Regions from separate parts of the Drosophila melanogaster genome. Here region 1 is linked to region 2. A link is a contact called in public Hi-C data. All regions are on one chromosome and are shown on one strand. The core of a region is the stretch at or near the end of the contact, and the rest is flanking DNA. Distances in the headings are between cores, read along the strand shown. Region 1 holds the start of CG10274. Region 2 holds the start of l(3)mbn (lethal (3) malignant blood neoplasm).

Region 1 (6,183 bases), core at 1,220-3,719, 53 kb before region 2:
GGCAACGACAACGACCTCGACGCAGACTTCCAAATCAGTAGTGACGACGACATTCCACTGGCCCAGCGCAGCCGGCGTGGAGCCACTCGTGGTTCCAAGGCGAAGGGCAAGCCGAAGTCGGCTGCCAAGCGACAGGAGGAGGAATCCGAGGAGTCCGAGGAGACCAGCTCATCAGACGACTCCGATGGCAATCCGAAGGACAAGCCCAAACGCAAGAGGATTCCTGCTACGGAGCGGGATCGCCACCGCCTGATTGACTGCCACATCTGCCACCAGAAGTTCAAGAAGGCGATTCGCTACGAGGAGCACATGAAGCATCACAACGACTTGCTACCCTTCCAGTGCACCGTCGAGAGTTGCCGAAAAGGTAAACTCCGCCCGCAGATCCTCGAGAAGTAGATTTATGTGATTATTTTTCCAATTTCAGGCTTTACCACCGCCAATGGACTGCGCGTCCATGTGGAGCACGCCCACACGGAGACATCGGCTATGCATCCGTGCACCTACGAGGGCTGCAACAAGTCCTTTGCCCGGCCCGTGCTGCTCAGCTTCCACATGAAACGCGTGCACAAGGTGGACACCCCGCAGAGGGACTTCCCCTGCACGGAGTGCGAGAAGGTCTTCCGCTGCCCCACTGCCCTCAAGAAGCACATGTACAAGCACACGGGCGAGGAGCTGCCCTTCGCATGTGAAATTTGCGGCAAGCGCTTCCCCATCAATAGTGTGCTGCGCGACCATCTGCTGCGCCATGCGGGCATCAAGAACCATGTGTGCCCGTACTGCGGAGTGGGCAAGACGACGCGCCAGGAGTGGAACAAGCACATCCTTACCCACACGAAGGAGAAGAAGTACGAGTGCCGGCAGTGCGACCACGCCTCCCACAACAAACAGGCGCTGGCCAACCACGTGAAGGTGGTGCACGAGAAGCGCAAGGACTTTGCCTGCCAGTACTGCGGAAAGACCTTTGGCAAGTCGCACGCCTGCAAGATTCACGAGAGAAGTCATACCGGCGAAAAGTGCTGCGAGTGCAAGATCTGCGGCAAGGTGTTCCTCTTCGAGAAGGGCCTAACCAAGCATTTGAAGACGCACGAGAAGCGTGATTTGCCCAAGACGCAGGGGACCAATGCCTTAATGGGCGACGGGGCCAGTGGATCCTCGACAATAGCCAAGCCCAGTCCGCACCTGCGTGGTCGCGTCGAGCGGGTGGACATTGCTCAGTTGGCGGGAACGGTGGCCAATCCAATTCCATCGGTCAACCTGCCCTCGTGGTCGCCGCAAGTGAACTTCACCAAGAAGGAGGGCCAGCATATCTGCCCGGACTGCGGCAAGGGCTTCAATCACGTGAGCAACATGAAGCTGCACTACAAGGTGGTGCATCAAAAGGTCAAAGACTTCTGCTGCCGCTTCTGCCCGAAGAGATTCGCCAAGAAGCAGTACCTGCGGCACCACGAGTACATACACACTGGCGAAAAGCCTTACGAGTGCAAGGTGTGCGGCAAGCATTTCCGGCAGGAGCAGGTGCTCAAGACGCATATGAAGGTGCACGACAAGCCGCCCCGTCCGCCTGGCAAGCCCAAGGAGCCGGCTGGACCCAAGGCGGAGTCCAGCACCGCGGTGAAGCGCCAGCAGCCGAAGAATTTCGAGCAATACCAGGATCCGGCGGCGGAAAGGGCAGCGGCCACCGCCGAGCTGCTGGCCTACCAGATCGAGGAGAACGAGGCCAAGCGCAAGGCGGAGGCGGAGCTCCGGAAGATCCAGGAGGCTGCCTTCGAGCAGCTAAACAAGCTGCAGAAGCAGTCGAACACTTACGACGGCTTCTACGCGCAGAAGGCGGAGGCGGAGGGCACCTCAGTGGACGCACTGAAGTTGGATCATGTTTGAGCGGCAGAATCAAACGGAAATGCTTGCGAGCAAACCCGGCCTCCGTTTCCGATCATTTCATTATGTGTTTCTATGAAGGACATATGAGTTATAGTTCTCTAAGGATTACCAACTAGTTTTCGTCACTTTGCAATTTGATCTTTTTTGTATTTAAATCCCCCCTTTAAACTGCTTAAGTTTGTACTTTACTAATTGTATTCATTTAACAATGATTTAATATAATAAACAGTAATAAGTATTGAACATTTGAATTTTAAATTCGCCCCAGTGCTGGTAAGCGGGTATTGTTGGTAAACAAGACAGAGGTGAGCTGTAATGCTGCCAACTCGTCTGTTTTTTAGCTACATTCCACTAGCTATGCAACTTATATGAGACACATATAAAACTACGTATTTAATTTAGGTTAATACATACATTTATTAAGAATCACACTTAAAATGGCACATATTTTTTAAAACATTTGAAATTTGTTATTGATGCTATCCATATTTCTAGCCGGTTTAATAATTTAGCTATTAAATAACTGTTTGTACTTGGCATCACTGTGGGGTATTTTTTGGTATTTGTTTTGGTTCGTCTGACGCGTAAAGTTTTTCTCGGCTTAATATTCCGCGGATTTGGCCAGCAGATTCCCCCTGGAACAGGCATCATGCAGGAGGAGGCCGAGGCAGCCCAGTACTCGGTGCACGCGGTGTGCCGCATCTGCCTGAATCGCCTGCCGGAGAATGGCGGCGGCGCAGGATCCTTTGACCTGTTCCTGATACCCGGATTGGCCAAGAAACTGTGTGTCTGCACTTCGCTGGCCGTGGAGCAGTCGGATGGCTTCCCCAAGTGTCTGTGCGCGCAATGCTTCAGCCGGCTGGACGATATGCACGAGTTCCAAAAGCTGTGCGTGGACTCGGTGCAAAAGTTCCAGGACATGGTGGCCAGGAACGTCTTTTGCCCGCCAGCGAGTGCGCAGATGAAAAACTTTGATTTGCTCAACGTGGCGGGGAACGAGCCTGAGCTGGTGGGGCAGGACGAGGAGGATCGTATCAACTTCGATCCGCTACTGGATCACAAAATGGAGATGATCGAGAACGAGGAGGATGTGTTCAAGATGTTGGAGCACGTGGACAAGGAGGCCGAGCAGGTGGAGAAGGAAGTGAAGCAAGATGAATTGGACGCCGCCGATCTGATGACCATCTTTGCCGCGGAATCCTCGGAGGAGAGCGAAGAAGATATTGACCAAGATGTGGACTTTGAGCCCAACAGTAGCGATGGTGACGATGATGTGCCTTTGGCCCAGCGCTTACGGGATAATTCGCGGATGATACCAAAAGCAAAGGCAGCCGTAATTAAGGAAGAGGACCAAGAGTTCCCAACAGGCTCCGAAGAGGAGGACGAGGACGGAGAAAAGTCAAAGAGTCGACGCAAGAGGATTCCGCCTGGCGAACGGCACCTGCACCGCATCATTGACTGCCACATTTGTCACCAAAAGTTCAAGAAGGCCATCCGCTACGAAGAGCACATGAAGCACCACAACGACCTGCTGCCCTTCCAGTGCAAAGTGGAAACCTGCAGGAAAGGTGTGTAATGATGGCTCCAAATCGCATTCTCGTTTTGATCACTGGCATTTACAGGTTTCACCACCGCTGGAGGATTACGACTTCACATCGACCACGCCCACACGGAGCTATCCGAGGTGCACTCCTGCAATGTCGATGGCTGCGGCAAGACCTTTCCGCGCATACGCCTGCTCACCTTTCACATGAAGAAGATGCACGGCATCACCAAGGCAGCGGCGCCCCCACGGGATTACCCTTGCACCGAGTGCGAGAAGGTATTCCGCTGTCCCATGGCGCTCAAGAAGCACATGTACAAGCACGACGGCAAGGAGTTGCCTTTCCCCTGTAACATCTGTGGCAAAAGGTTCGTAATCAATAGTGCTCTAAAGGATCATCTGATGCGGCATGCGGGCATTAAGAACTACGTGTGTCCGTACTGTGGCGTGGGAAAAACCACCAGGCAGGAATGGAACACACACATACTGACGCATACCCAGGAGAAGAAGTTCAAGTGCCACATATGCGAGCACGCATCGCACAATAAGCAGAGCCTGGCCAACCACATTAAGATCGTGCACGAGAAGATCAAAAACTATGCGTGTCAATACTGTGGAAAGACCTTTGGCAAGTCACACGCCTGCAAGATCCACGAGATGACGCACACGGGGGAAAAGCGCTGTGAGTGCAAGGTAAGGGTAGAAAGATATTTTAAGCCAGCGTCGTCATTGCAACGTTTTGTTTTTAATATTCTTAGGTTTGTGGAAAGAAGTTTCTCTATCCTAAGAGTCTGACCAAGCACTTGAAGACTCATGAGAAGCGTGTGCTTCGTGCTATTGAGACCTACCGCCAGCGGCAGGTGGAAATGGGCGAGACGCCTGGTGAACAGTTCGACAATCCACCCGCGCCACCAGTTGAGGGCATATCCATTGAGCCGATCATGTCCCGAAACGCTGCCGACGAATTGCTTAAGGTGTGCGCCGAATCCGTGGCCACCATTCCCAAAGATCCACGCCGTGTACAACGAGTGGATCTGGCGCAGTTGGCTGGCACTGCTGTGAACCCCATACCCTCTGTTTCAGTGCCGTCGTGGTCGCCGCAGGTGAACTTTACCAAGAAGGAGGGCAAACATATCTGCCCCGGTTGTGGTCAGGGATTCAACAATATCGGAAACATGAAGCGGCACTATAAGATCATCCACGAAAAGGTCAAAGATTTTGCCTGCCGCTTTTGCCCCAAAAGATTCGCAAAGGCTCAAACGTTGAGGCATCACGAGTGGATTCATACGGGCGAGAAACCCTTTGAGTGCAAGACCTGCGGCACCCATTTCCGCCAGGAGACGGCGCTGAAGCGCCACCAGCGCACCCACGAGAACCGTCCACCCGTCATTTCGCCCAAGTTTTATGCCGCTCGCGAGGAGCTGGAAGAGCAGGAACGCAGCAAGCGAGAGGCGAAGCGCCAGGCGGATGCGAAGCGGCGCGAAATTGCGGAGGCGGCCAAGGAGCAGCTATCGTCGCTGCACAAGCTTGAAAGTAGTGACCGCAGCCTGCACTCCTACGATGAGTACCAGGAGGCAGCGGCGGAGCGAGCAGCGGCATCCGCTGAACTCCAGGCGCAGCAGTTTGAAGAGAACGAAGTAAAGCGACTGGCGGAGGAGGAGCGCCGCAAGGTTCAGGAGGCTGCCTACGAGCAACTGCAACTGTTGCAGCATCAGCAGGAGGTTGACAAGGCGCAAAGCTCCTACGATGGCTACTACGCTCAAAAAGCACATGCCGATGGCACCACTTTGGATGCTTTAAAAATCGATCATGTCTGAGATTTGGCCAGCGTTTAACGCTGTCACAGATGGTAAATCAATCCTGGGTTTTTTTTATGAAAAGCAATACCTTATAATCCTTATGAGAACAGTGTGTGTAAGATGGATATGATATAGTTTTAAGCTGAAAATATTCTTTAATACTATTTAATATAATGTCCTTAACTGTAGTACAAATAATACTGTACATTATTCAGGAGAACACAGAATACCTATGTGAATTCGACTTAAGTTTAATGATTCTGGTCTGAATGGAGAGGTTGCATGTCAAATATCATCTTTTCAATAGATGAATTGATTGTGGCAGTTATATATTTATATATAAAGATTGTTTATAAGTAGCTTAAAAAATAAATTTGCCCTATTAAGAGCTTAAATCTAATCGGAATTTTTTGTTTTAAATTCATAAGTTTTACTCCTCCTTGAGTATGAATAGCTTCTTAAGGCTGTCTAGTGTCATGTTCTCCAGATCCCAGTGGGTCGACAGCGTAGTCGTGTCATCGGCTGAAGTAATTAGCGATAGAATATTCTCCTCAATCGTTTCATTCACAATGAAACGATGCACCTTCGTGGGTCTAAAAACAATTGTATTGAAACTGACAGCAACTTCACTTCAATAGCGCGCACTCACCTCTTTTGCCCAAATCGGTGAATACGACCTATGGCCTGGCGCTCGTCTCCCGGATTTAGAATGGGTTCGACGAGGAAAACATGTGTGGCTTCGATCAGGTTCAAACCCTTTGAGCCTTTGGACAGTGGCATTAGTAGACAGGTAACATTGCTCAACGGATTCTAAAGGAGGAAAAATGTTTAGCAGTGATAAATTAAATTTAACAGCAAGATAAAAACCTTGAAATCATCAAAGTCCTTATTTGTGCACTTATTGCGGAATTGAATGCCGTTGAGACTGAGCGCTCTGGCAATTTCAATGAGAATCGCCTG
Region 2 (5,610 bases), core at 3,083-5,582:
CCTTTAGCAATTTTAAAGCCATACTATCCAACTCCTTGTTAATAGCCCCAAACATTACCAAACCAATCCTATCCCTGTTTTCAAAGGATGGGAACTAAGTCAACCAGCACCACTTGTTAAATATTAAAGGAATTTAATTACCTGAACTTATGTGTGTTTGTTTTCATAAAATTCATAATTATTTTATTTTTCAGAAGAAGTCGAAATTAAGTTTTGAATACAATTAGCTTTTGATTAACATATGGGGAAGGTCGTAGTCGAAAAAGAACCGACTGATTATAGATATTCGAAGAATAGAAACTGGTCACAGCGTGTATACGTGACCGCTGCACGATTAAATGTTTGTAAAATACTCTGATATTTGATATAGAATACTCTGATATGTAGAATATTCCATGCTTGTTGGATTGCTGATTGATATTTTCTATTAATAATTAATGTATATACCAATAGTAGTGTACACAAAGCATTTGCTGAGGCTTTACTTATTCAAACATTAGATGATAATATGAGAAATGACAATGGCAAAATCACAATGCACAATAATAAAAAGTTCGAATACAGAACTTTATGCATCTCGACTAGAAGACATCGTTTAAACCTGAGTTTATATGTATATAGCAAATGGTGATCGTGTACTGTTTTTTATACAAATTTTCACCGTTCTATCTGTTTGTTTCAAACAAACATGTTCACGATTAGCTTAATTAACCAATAAGATTTGAGAATTCAAAGGTGATGGCAAGGTAAGGCGTCATTCTGTCTATCAATTGACTGTCGACAAGGTAATTGCATACATTACCATCTGTTGGATATACCTGCATGCACGATTAGTGCAGGGTACTTAGAGTGTTAATCTGTAATTAAAATGTGTTTTATTGAATGTTTGCATTATAGCTGATTTCTTTATTTTTAATTTGTTTTATTATTTTGCATTTTTCGCCGATGAGGACATAATCCAGAGATTTCGTATAAAAGGGCATCAGATGATCGCATCGCAGCTCAGTAAAGTGCAGCTAGCTGTGACGGAGACTCTGAAAAACTAATTCTTTCCGCAATGCAATCGAATTTCATGTGGCTGGTAGCCTTCCTGGCAATTGGTATCTGTTTGGCCTTTCCCGCTGGTGAGGATGCCCAGGCGGAGACCATCAAACTGGAGAGCGAAAACACGGGCGATAAATATTCCTTTGCGTAGGTATTGCCCAGAAATGATTTGGACATAATGCATTTAATTGTAAAATTTTTTAACCTTAAACTGAGATACTATTACTATTTTGCGTAGAAACGGCTTGACTATTGAAACTGATGTATATAAATATGTACACATATATAAACTTTATTTAGTTGCACATGTCTCCCTCACTGCGTTGCAAACTTCTGACTGATATCAGAGGTATAAGCCTCTGCAAGGGCAAAATTAAAGAGGGTAGCTTTGAAATGCTTAGTTGTAACAGGTGTTTAATTATTCGATGTTCCTATATACAATTTCAATCAATAATTAATTTATTAAAAACAATTAACATCGAATTCCAGCTATGAGACGAGCAACGGAATCTCACGCACTGAGACCGGTGAGGTGAAACCTGGAGCCGGCGAAGAGGATGGTTCCTTGTCTGTCCAGGGATCGACCAGCTGGTCAGCTCCAGATGGCAAAAAATACGAGATTAGTTTCACGGCCGACGAAACTGGCTACCATCCCAAGTTCAGGCTAGTAGCCTAGGAGATACCTGGATGTATAATGATTCCGGATGCGAATAAATAAGTTGACTTTATTTATCCAATGTAAAAGATTCGTAGAATTAGAAAAGTAAATAGAAAAAATGTATATATTTGAGGAAGCTCCCGAGTTTTATTGACGTCACTAAGACTGGCTGGATTATTATAAATATAATAAAGCTCAATGAATTGTTAAAAATTTGAATAATGAAATATTTATGAACGCGATTCTTTTTGGACTATAGTGTTATTAAAATTTTATATTAGGCCTTTTAATGCTCCTACTTCAAACGAAAATGAAATCCAAACCAGACATTTCACATTAACATTGATTTTGCTCATTATGTCTTGTACACGTTTGACTAGTTCGGCCGCGCTTTGAATAATCGCCAAGAGGGTGCCATCTATAAAAGGGTTTACGCGGCCGTCCATAGTTACCATTCGACTTGAACTGTTCGATAGCCGCAGATCTAAGCACCAAACAACAATCACCATGAAATTCCTGATTGTCTTCGTCGCCCTCTTCGCCGTGGCTCTGGCTGCTCCTGCCGCTGAGGAACCCACAATCGTGCGCTCTGAATCCGACGTTGGACCCGAAAGCTTCAAATACGAGTAAGTTGCCTATGAGAAATGACCCAAAAGGATACCTAGCTGACACTGACTTCCTTCTTAGCTGGGAAACCTCCGATGGACAGGCTGCTCAAGCTGTAGGTCAGCTGAACGACATTGGAACTGAGAACGAGGCTATCTCTGTGAGTGGATCCTACCGCTTCATTGCTGATGATGGCCAGACCTACCAAGTCAACTACATCGCCGATAAGAACGGATTCCAGCCCGAGGGTGCTCATCTGCCCGTTGCCCCCGTGGCATAAGTGAAGTTGCTTTCACTGTAAGCAGCTTTAAACCCACCAATTCTGCAACACTCTTTGTTATCTTCCCCAACACTTACCTACTTTCGGTTTTCCCTTTTAAAAGGGAAAGAATCCTAAGTTACAGAACGCAGTTTGTTGAATATTAAAAAATGTAGATTTTATATGAATTCGTTTTATTTTAAATGTGCTTTTCGCTCAAAAGGTCGGAAACGTCGTTTTTTTTTAAAGGCGATTATTTGAAAATATTTTGTTAAGTTGTTCAGATAAATAGAACTAGATTCTTATGGCAAACAACGGACCTAATTAAAGGTTTTTTTCCATTAAGCAATTCTTAAGAAGTGTAAATAAGTATTTTGAAAGAATAGGTATTTTTTTCATTTAGAAAATTATTAATTAAAAAAAAAAACATTTTAGAACTGAAAATACAATTTTTTATTATGTATTTTATTACTCTAACCGCTAACATACCCAGTCGTCTTCAGGCTTTATTAGGTGTTCTTATTACATGAACATTATTAAAAAAGAAAAAGTTTTTGGGCCCTTATAATAATATTAAAAAAGAATATATTTTTCCTATTTTTAACTTATCTTAACAAAATCAAACGAAAATTTCCAGTATGCCTTAATAAAATAAAAACAAAAAGTTCTCCCAAATGCATAGTCGGCTTTGCGGATTTAAAGTGCATAGTTTAATCATAAAAGACTCTTAAGCTTACTTTCAGGCTATAGCTATTCAGATTGCATTGAAATCGAATGACTTAGGCAACGAACTTTTTAAATCCCTTGCATACTTTTGGGGGCTAAATGCTAATTACCAGTATCTTCGTGATGCGTCTCTTTAGACGCGAATCATTTATGCTCGTATTGAAAGACAACTGTTATAGCAATTAATATGCAAATTTTAGCATACAACATCAGTCATTGCCGAACTTGACAGCAATATTTCAATTACAATTGACTTGCAGTATCCGGCAGAAGATAAGCTCACTGCTGATTGCCGATCGATGAAAATAGAGAAGTGCAAACATCTTCCTCATTGCATTCGAATTTGCTCATCAAGCAGGTCAAATGCCTGGCTATCGATGAGACTCAACAAGTTGGATTGCAAATACATTGGGGTCGATTAATTATTAACAGATACAAATCGGCATGAACTACCCTTCAGGCCTGATAGCCGATTTTGAAGACCAATCTAAAGTGTTATTAAATTTCAATACAGTACTAATAAATTAGACCATTCTAAATTTAATCTTGTAAAACTTCTCTCATAATTTGATTTTTTTGGATCTTTATTTGCTTAAATATAAAAAATATCTAATAACGACTTTTGTATGCACTTTACTAGAACTCAATCTACAAATAAATCAATACGGACCAAAAATACTCAGGAAGTCTAGCAATAAAAGCCAAAAAGGTTATTTACCAAAACTAATTTAGCTTTTGTATAAAAAATATCGAGGATGCAAATTACTTAGTAAGTTCAGAACTAGCTGACAAGCAGTTTAAATAATCAAATAAATAACTTTTCAAACTGCATGAAATTTTAAATTATAAGCACAGGCTTGGCTGAGGCTCAAGAGGTGTGATGCGATCTGGCCAATGCTACCAGCTATGCGATCCGACTTGGCGAAATACACAACGTGTAGAAGGCAGAGATTCGCACGCACACTTGGCCAACAAGCAGCGGCAGGTTCTCGTCCGCCTCTAATGTTTTATAATGTTTACCTAATATTATTAACATTGTCAATTCGCTGCCGAACATCGTGGGGTGTGTTTCATTCTAAGGCGCTTGCTCCGTGCCGATAATCTAGCCGTGAGAAACGCGTCTTTCCGTCCGCTTGAAATCTAAATATTTATAATCGCGTATTTGTATTAAAATATAAACGCCCGTTTATTTATGCGTTTTTGTGTGAGCTCTGACAGTTTATATTAGGGCGTGAAAATAAAATAAAATTGGTGACCGATTTAAATAAATAATAAATTCCCAAAATGAGCCTAAAATTGATGGCGTTTGTCTGTGCTGTAAGTGCTTAAGTTTGATCCCAACTCTGAACCCGGCATTCATTGAGTTCCCTTTAAAGCTGCTGCTCCTGTGCACCTTGACCCATGTCCTGTCGGCCGCGACCACAGTGCGTCCCTACAAGTTCGGCTTCACCATCGACGAGCAGCAGCATCGGGCAGAGAAGAGAGGTGAGCTGGTTGAGCTAGCAAATGACGCTAATTAAACCATTAGCATATCTTGACTACTGTGCGTCGATTTATTGACACCGAAACCGAAATATGTAAATAGATGATGCGTCATCTCGAGAGTCGTTAGGAGCAGATGCACAAATGCAGCACCATCCAGCAGCTAGCAGCCAGCATTAGCCAAAAAAAGCCATAACTTTTGACTTTTGAGCCGGAGTGCGACTAGTGGCGGCTTGTGCAATGCCACACAATACACGTTTGATGGGTGCACGGTGCACCTGAGCGACAGGTCACCAGCAATTGAAATACCAGCCACCAATGGCAATTAGCGGAATCTTCACAACACACATATGGCCGGGGGTTCATCTCTGAAGTCCATTGTGTAGTGTCCAAATGGCATGCATGGTCGTTATGATTTTTATTTCCATGCTGAATCGGTGATAAAGTTTTCAGAAAATCGAAAACGAAACGTGGCCGATTTGCATAACATGTAGACTCTTTCGAACACACAAATGTTTGGCTTATTTATGGTTTTTCTTTCTTTGGCTAATGCTAATTTCAAAAAGATCAGCCACATTTCAATATTTATAAGTATAATTCTGGCATATAAAATGCCAGAGTTGAGCCAAAAATTGTATTACGTTCATATTAACAAACAAATTCAGGAACTCGTTGTGCATGCAAAATGATATTTGTTTGTTGTATAACTATTCAAAGGAGAACGGTATAAACGGTATCCTAACAAAAACAATTTCGGCACCTTTGATTTAAATATTGAACGATCTATTGATCAACATCAGATTTTTAAAGTCTAGCTTACGGGGCATTACTTCAG

Evidence for each region. A called contact is a pair of places that touch in the nucleus more often than the background predicts.
Region 1: a Hi-C map of the Kc167 cell line shows a contact between it and region 2, with 3 times the contacts expected there. A contact is called at or near these places in 43 of 107 Hi-C or Micro-C datasets (the Clone 8 cell line, the Kc167 cell line, the PNm cell line and 9 more) and 3 of 7 datasets of targeted methods (all in the Kc167 cell line).

The regions. Positions count from the first base shown.
Region 1 is chr3L:6,178,115-6,184,297 of dm6, reverse strand. CG10274 reads left to right here and starts at 2,469. Exons shown (of 3, transcript NM_001104055.2): 1 at 2,469-3,449; 2 at 3,504-4,117; 3 at 4,183-5,621. The coding sequence starts at 2,531. The coding sequence ends at 5,241. It overlaps D19B, which reads left to right. Exons shown (of 2, transcript NM_057949.5): 1 at 1-367; 2 at 428-2,122. The coding sequence ends at 1,881. CG7376 reads right to left here. Exons shown (of 10, transcript NM_001274542.1): 8 at 6,091-6,183; 9 at 5,873-6,033; 10 at 5,357-5,816. The coding sequence ends at 5,654.
Region 2 is chr3L:6,127,529-6,133,138 of dm6, reverse strand. l(3)mbn (lethal (3) malignant blood neoplasm) reads left to right here and starts at 4,332. Exons shown (of 6, transcript NM_168157.2): 1 at 4,332-4,610; 2 at 4,670-4,778. The coding sequence starts at 4,578. Lcp65Ag3 (Larval cuticle protein) reads left to right here and starts at 2,150. Exons shown (of 2, transcript NM_144405.2): 1 at 2,150-2,328; 2 at 2,390-2,753. The coding sequence starts at 2,210. The coding sequence ends at 2,588. Cpr65Au (Cuticular protein 65Au) reads left to right here and starts at 1,030. Exons shown (of 2, transcript NM_001300024.1): 1 at 1,030-1,191; 2 at 1,534-1,897. The coding sequence starts at 1,058. The coding sequence ends at 1,720. Lcp65Ag2 reads left to right here. Exons shown (of 2, transcript NM_057924.3): 2 at 1-149. It also overlaps asRNA:CR46005.